Linked DNA regions of Zea mays: region 2 is linked to region 1. The links are chromatin contacts, called in public Hi-C maps. All regions are on one chromosome and are shown on one strand. Each heading gives the region's core, a stretch centred on a gene start, on an enhancer-like site or on the middle of the called end of the contact. The rest is flanking DNA. Distances are from core to core; before and after follow the strand shown.

Region 1 (3,452 bases), core at 305-2,804:
TAAAGTTTTGCGATGATTAATCTGTGGGCTGTAAGCATCGTTTACTGTGAGGATTCCATGCAATTTCATATGAAAATAAAGAATAGAAACTGAAAGTACTGAGCAGAACAATTTAGATTAGGATCTATCCTTAAAAATAAAATCTCTTAGCGCCGCATAAATAATTGGATTTGGAAACTAAATCCAACTTTATTGAAGTAATAAAAAATCATATAGGTGAAAAATATCACTAAGAAATAACTCCGAGCATCATTTCAATTCCATTCCAGTTGCAGAGAACAGTTCAATTTGCCATGCAAGACAGTAATGAACAAATAAGGGCAGTACCAAGGCCAGCGGATAGACTATTGCATCCATGTCCAGCACCAAAGGGATCATACTCGCTCTCAAAACGCGACGTGAACCCAGAAAGGCCATTTTTCTGTGTAATAGTATGGAAGAGAGAGCGCCTTCCTGTGAGAATCTTGTGCGCATATGCCTGTTGCAAGAAAACTATTGAGCGGAAAAGGGTTGCAGATAACAGATCTGAGAAAAACAAAACAACAGTAACAGAGAGATGTCTTACATGTTGACCAGCATCCCATAGTATCTTATCCATTGGGGCATTGAACACATAATGTATAGCAATTGTCAGCTCCACAACTGAGCGATCAGCACCACACGGTTGGCATTTTCTGGACATTATGAAAGCTATTTCTGAACGAACTTCATCGGCTAACTGCTTGAGCTCCTGTTTTTGTTTAGGTATACAAGCGTCAAAATTTTCTCAAATCATATGCATTATCGCTACGAGAATGGAAGTCCATAGAGTATGACTCTGACGACCTTACTAGATAGATTTTTCAAATGAATGGGTGCATCAATTGTGTCAAGTATTGGAGTAGGATCCTTCTCCCAGAAGAAATCATCAACATCAGGTAGTGCGGCCACTCTCTGAATCAAGCCCTGCACAAGAGTTGTGGTATCAGATCACAGGCCTTGGAATTTGCTCCAGGCGTTAATGTATATCTAACGATATATGCGAAACAACTTCGGGAAGAGCATACCCTTGATGGTGAGGCTGGTGCTATTGTTAGCAGCGGTCTCGAATACATTGGATTGCATCTCAAATACCGAAGAGTATGAAAAGGGTAGCTAGTGGGGTGAAGAACGGCAAACTCGTCATAAACCAGATTACGGGCAAGCGGAGGACTCAGAAACGCCGTGTCCATGCTGGAGCCTGGCGCCAGCTGCTGCAGTGATGCCCCGAATCCTGAAATTTGACGATCCACTTATAAGAAGAAGAAAACCCGAACCGGAGTAAGCCAGCTGAATCTTCTTCCCCTCCAAATTAACAACTCCAATTAGCTTAAGCGCGAACGGAAATGACCGCAGCTACCTCAAACCGGCAGAAGACGCCGCCGCAGTGATCTCCTCCTCCCCTCGCGCGGGACCGGCGGCCGGTTGCGGCGGCTACTGGCAGGGCGTCGCGCTGTACTGACGACCCTACTCCGATTTGGGTGGATGCGGAGCGCTGCGCTGTATTGGCGACATGACAGAGAGGCTGATCCGAACGCGAGATTTTGATCTTTTCTGTGTCCTAATATAGCATAGAGTTTGCTTTCGTTAGTGCGTCCAACTGTAGTCAAATTGCGGCGACTTTTCCCTGAGTGGGGGCTAATCTGCGAAACTGCGGCTATTATTACTCCCGAGTCACGACCCGAATTAGGATTTCTTTTGGAAAATATATAGGCCGTGATTGCCATCAGCGATCGAAGCTAGGTGTCTTTCTGAAAAAACACAGGATCTATATTAGAAGTCTCGACCCAACAGGGGTCTTTTTTGGAAATGCTTTGGGCTGATCTGCAAACTTGCGGTGAAATTCCGGCTTCGGCGGTTTGGCCAGCCTCCTTCCGCGGGGTGGATTTGGATAGCGCGGCGCAGAGAAAAATGGCGGCTTCGGCTCTCCACCTCCACCGCCGGCGGGTGTGAAGCTTCAGCAGAGGCAGCTGCGCTCGGTGAGCCCCGTGGGACCCTCTACTGAACCCTTCTTCTACTCCCTTCTCGCTGCATTCATGTTTGTTTCGATTGTGCGAGAGGCGGAGCCACGCGCCCACGCCTTCTGCGGGTGATGCCCCGTGTGCCTCACCCAGGACCCAGTACGTTGCCCGCCATGGCGCTGCGCTGCGACTGGCAGAGTGGCAAGCCGCAAGCATGGAGCGGTCCGGGTCTCTTCCGTTCACTGCTGTGTTCCGGACTGCCTAGCCATTATAATGCTCTACAGCTCTAGCATAAGAGGATTCGCGTGTGTCTATGTGTGTTTCACATGCATATAAATTCAATCTCTCACTTATGTCACATGGAAATCGACGGCATTTTGATTGCGCAGTTGGGTGACCTTACCTTCTTAAGGGACTAAATTGCACAGATGACCTTACCTTTTTAAGAGGCTAAACTGTACTACTTTTCATTATTCAATGATCATACTTGGGCATTCAATTGAAGTCAACTGATTTCCTGTTTAGTAAGGCCCAGTTTGTTTGAGCTTCTGCTGTCATCCTCACATATTTTAATTTTTAAAGCATGTTGGAATCAATGAAATTGCTGTGCAGACATGTGTTTTGAGGTTGTGTGCTGTTTGCGCCTGATGTTTATTGCACAAAATACAGCGGCAGGGTGGCCTATCTCGAAGACTTTTGAAAGTTGTGTCCTATTACAGTCTCACAACTCCACCATATAAACTGGTTGTAAGCTTGTTGACGTCAATCTCAAAAGATTCACGTGCTGTCATTAAAGGAATATCCAAATTTTAACTTTGTTTACCTTTGTTTTCTGGTACAATGCTCAGGATGCTCTGGAACCTTACATGAGCAAGAGGACAGTTGAACTTCACTGGGGTAAGCACCATCAAGATTACGTGGATGGCTTGAATAAGCAGCTGGCTACCAGCCCTCTGTATGGATATACGCTGGAGGATCTGATAAAAGAAGCCTACAACAATGGCAATCCATTACCAGAATATAACAATGCAGCACAGGTAACTTGTTTACATACTCCGTCCATTCTATTTTGCTTGCACTGATCATCTTCTGTCTGTCATATGTTTTCTTTCAAAAAAAACTGCAATTTGTGCTTTCGGCAATAGTAGGATGGTTTTTGGAGTTCCAAGCTTGTGTTTTCTGTCATGCAGGTCTGGAACCATCACTTCTTCTGGGAATCGATGCAACCAGAAGGTGGTGGCTTACCTGAGGGAGGTGTGCTGCAGCAGATTGAAAAGGATTTTGGCTCGTTTACTAATTTTAGGGAAGAGTTTATCCGCTCAGCCTTACAACTATTGGGGTCTGGTTGGGTTTGGCTTGTCTGTAAGTTTCTTTCTATTTTCTCTGAAGTACAGGCTACCGATTTCCTGAATTGCTCTTTCTAAAGCTAATTTCTAAGTTTAGTTTATATTCTGCTGAATATTTGTTGCAGTG
Region 2 (3,139 bases), core at 373-2,872, 280 kb after region 1:
CCCCGGCTTGGTTGCTTGATTTATTTATTTACTGTCCTTTTGCCCCCGGAAGGCTGAATCTGGCCCAGTTGTTTTTTCCCTACGGATGATGGTGCTACCCAGCTCTACGGAATGAAGTGCTCCTACGTCCTAACTAAGAGAAGGCCCATCGCATTAGCGTGACAGACTTCTATGCGGCCCATCGATGGCCTAAAGAATTTATGTTTTGTAATATAATAGATAACTGATAATATTAAATCATGTTTATTTAAGTCTAATCGTAATCAGATATCACACTAAAAATTGATACCGGTCTATTTAAATTTGTTATCGCTGGTACTCAAACATAAACCATTAATATTATTATTTACGTTATATTTCGTGAACCAAACAACACCTTACTTTGACACCTCCCAAATCCCACCCCGAGATTGGCAGGGGTGATGCAGCGATTCTCTTTATTATTATTACCTCTCTTTTGTAACTTCTTAGATCTTAGTTCACAGCGCATTCGTTAAGATCTATCTTGGCGAAAAATGACTGATCAATGTTGAAACTAATAGTTGAAGACCTCATCAGTGTATTGATAATTTTGGCACCAACATAACATTAAACTAGAAAATGTGGACTACAAAAATTTATAATTTGTTATCGAGTTCTAAACATTTATATAGGGCAACATATCTCGCATAAAAAACAAGAGTGTTAACATGTTAATGTTACCAACAAATTATGTCTATCGAGCTATTTTACGGTTGTGTGCAATTCCCCTCATTTCATATTATTTTTTTTAAAGAACACTTAGGTATTGACAAACTAGGACACATTCTTCAAGCGGAGTTATACTCAGTCATAGACAGGGATTTAAACCCCGCTCGGGATTCGAAAAACCCGCCATTTTTTCCCGTTCTCGTTGTTTGGCAGAATCAGAATTCGCCAGGATTTTTCGAAAATTCGGTTTGAATTTCAAAAAGTTAAAAAAAGTAAAACTGAATTTCGGCGCTTTTGACCGACTTTCGATGTTTTTAGTCGAAAAAATCGTTTGACCATGTAAAAAATCCTGTTAGTTTTTTCTAACACGAGAAATGTTTTCCGGTCCGAAACAACGAATTTCACCGAAACTGCACCGTATTTCGCCGAAAACACAAAAAATCGTTTTAAAATTTCAAATTCCATCCTGAACGGATTTGGATGAATTTCGGCGAAATTCGCTCCAAATTTCGTTTTGGGTGTCATGCGAGATTTACATTTTCTTCGAAATGGTTAGCCCTGGCCATAGATGATAGATGTGATGGACAAGATTCAATCTTACCATCTTAATCTTTTTTACACCAGATATCTAGATATGTTACCTCAATGTATAAAATGATTTATCTATCCTAACTTAGGCCGATATGTTTTGATTTTAATATATGCTGGTGGAAAAGGTGAGTTCTGTCAATTTTAATTCTAATCTAACTATGAAAAAGAAAAAAGAAACAGCTTATTGGACTGGTGAAGATTTATAATTTCTTCATTCCAATTGGCGACACGACTAGTTCTGCAATTTATTTGATTTGGATGAATTACTTTATAAAAAACAATAAAGAATAATCAAATTCCCTGACGCAGCAGAGAAGAGACTAGAGAGAACTCCACTCAAGAAAAAATTGCACGCAAGGGTCCACGCGGCGAACAGATCGTGCCGTTCCGCGGCGGCGTCGGTGCGGCGCTGGAGCCGAAGTGAAAAGTCGATCGGGATTGGGCCGTTGGGGGTGCGATACCCCTCGCCTCGAATGCGAGCTCCGTAGGTCCGCCCCCCCGGCGGATGGCCGAGCTGGGCCGCCGCCGCCGCCCGCTGGGATGAGGCAGCGTGAGGAGTCGCGCTCGCGGCTTCCCTGCCCCCAGGCCTCCGCTCTGAATATCCCCGACGCGACGGTAACCGAACAAGCCTCAGGTATTCAACCGAGCAGGCTCAACCTCGCCACACTTAATCACCGTCAAAAGTTGTGCTGCATTCCTTTTCCTTTTCTCCTCACTCTCTCAGTGCAAAAGAGGGAGGGAGATGCGGTAAAAGGATGAACTGACCCTGGCATTCTTCTTTCCTCTTTTGCTACTTTCTGGGTTCTGCTGCTTTCCGTGGGCTTTAGGATAAGGGCAACAGAAAAGACTGACAAAGATCTGCAACCGTTCTTTTTATAATTTCATCCATCTCATAAGCTTTTCGTCTGTGTTGATTTGTTTATGCATTCAATAGAAATATAATGTAGCTTTAGAGAAGACCACCGGCCCACCGCCATGCAGAATTTATGTTCTCTATATATGTTACGAATACAGCAACTGGACGCTGCATACGTGAGCTCCCTCTCAGGGAACAGGTAGTCAGGGGACATCATTCTCGCGACACGGGGAACAATACTTGCAAATAAAATTTATCTGGGATTAGAAGAACCTTGGCATCTCTTGCCTTTTTTTCAGAAAGTTGAGTGCCGTTTGGTTGCGACGCGGGCTGAACTTCACCTCCACCAGATCAAGTTGGGCTTCTAATTTGCCCTACTGATCTCCATTCCATGAATCATGAACCAACATGATCTAGTGGAAACAGTATTTGCAACTGATAACAAAGAAACATGAACCCTTGCTTTCTGCACTTCCGCGTCGAATTGATGCCTCCTCAAGTCAGCACCGCCAAAAGCGTCGGCATAACGTTGCTCTAGCGTTTGTAGATGCTGCTGAAGAAGCCAAGTTATAGGGTGTGATAACGATATGAGAGTGTTTTCTTTATCTTCTTTCGGGATTGCCGTGAGAACACCCTGTTGATTTGTCTATGGGTGATTGGTGGGAGGGGACGCTGGTTACTCAGACATTAGACCTATTTCCCCCTTGTTTGTCAATATTTTCATTTGTGATGCAATGCTATGCATTGACATGCAATACATCGACGTCCATCAGCCGTAACAAGTACGAATAATTGCAGTGCAAACTGCAAAGAAATATATACCAGGGCCGATTCAAGCATATTCATTCTAAATTAGACAGTCCATACAAACTTGCAAGTTTGATAAATAGACCCTTTTTAGGAAGTCCGTAAATGCTTTATGCCTTGGTGGGAGCCATATCATTTGATGGCTGTCATACATATTCCCTCCCCAAGAATGCAATATTTAATCAAAGTAACTCA

Evidence for each region. A called contact is a pair of places that touch in the nucleus more often than the background predicts.
Region 2: a contact with region 1 is called in a Hi-C map of leaf, with 4 times the contacts expected there. The contact joins the promoter of LOC100277313 here to the promoter of LOC100384006 in region 1. A contact is called at or near these places in 6 of 25 Hi-C or Micro-C datasets (bundle sheath, ear, leaf and 1 more).

The regions. Positions count from the first base shown.
Region 1 is chr9:22,315,548-22,318,999 of Zm-B73-REFERENCE-NAM-5.0, forward strand. It overlaps LOC100384006, which reads right to left and starts at 1,555. Exons shown (of 11, transcript NM_001176617.2): 1 at 1,379-1,555; 2 at 1,047-1,252; 3 at 826-945; 4 at 566-730; 5 at 328-478. The coding sequence starts at 1,211. It overlaps LOC100384855 (Superoxide dismutase [Fe] 3 chloroplastic), which reads left to right and starts at 1,903. Exons shown (of 9, transcript NM_001366879.1): 1 at 1,903-1,997; 2 at 2,649-2,723; 3 at 2,828-3,016; 4 at 3,170-3,341; 5 at 3,451-3,452. The coding sequence starts at 2,846.
Region 2 is chr9:22,591,149-22,594,287 of Zm-B73-REFERENCE-NAM-5.0, forward strand. It overlaps LOC100277313, which reads left to right and starts at 1,623. Exons shown (of 5, transcript NM_001371745.1): 1 at 1,623-1,915.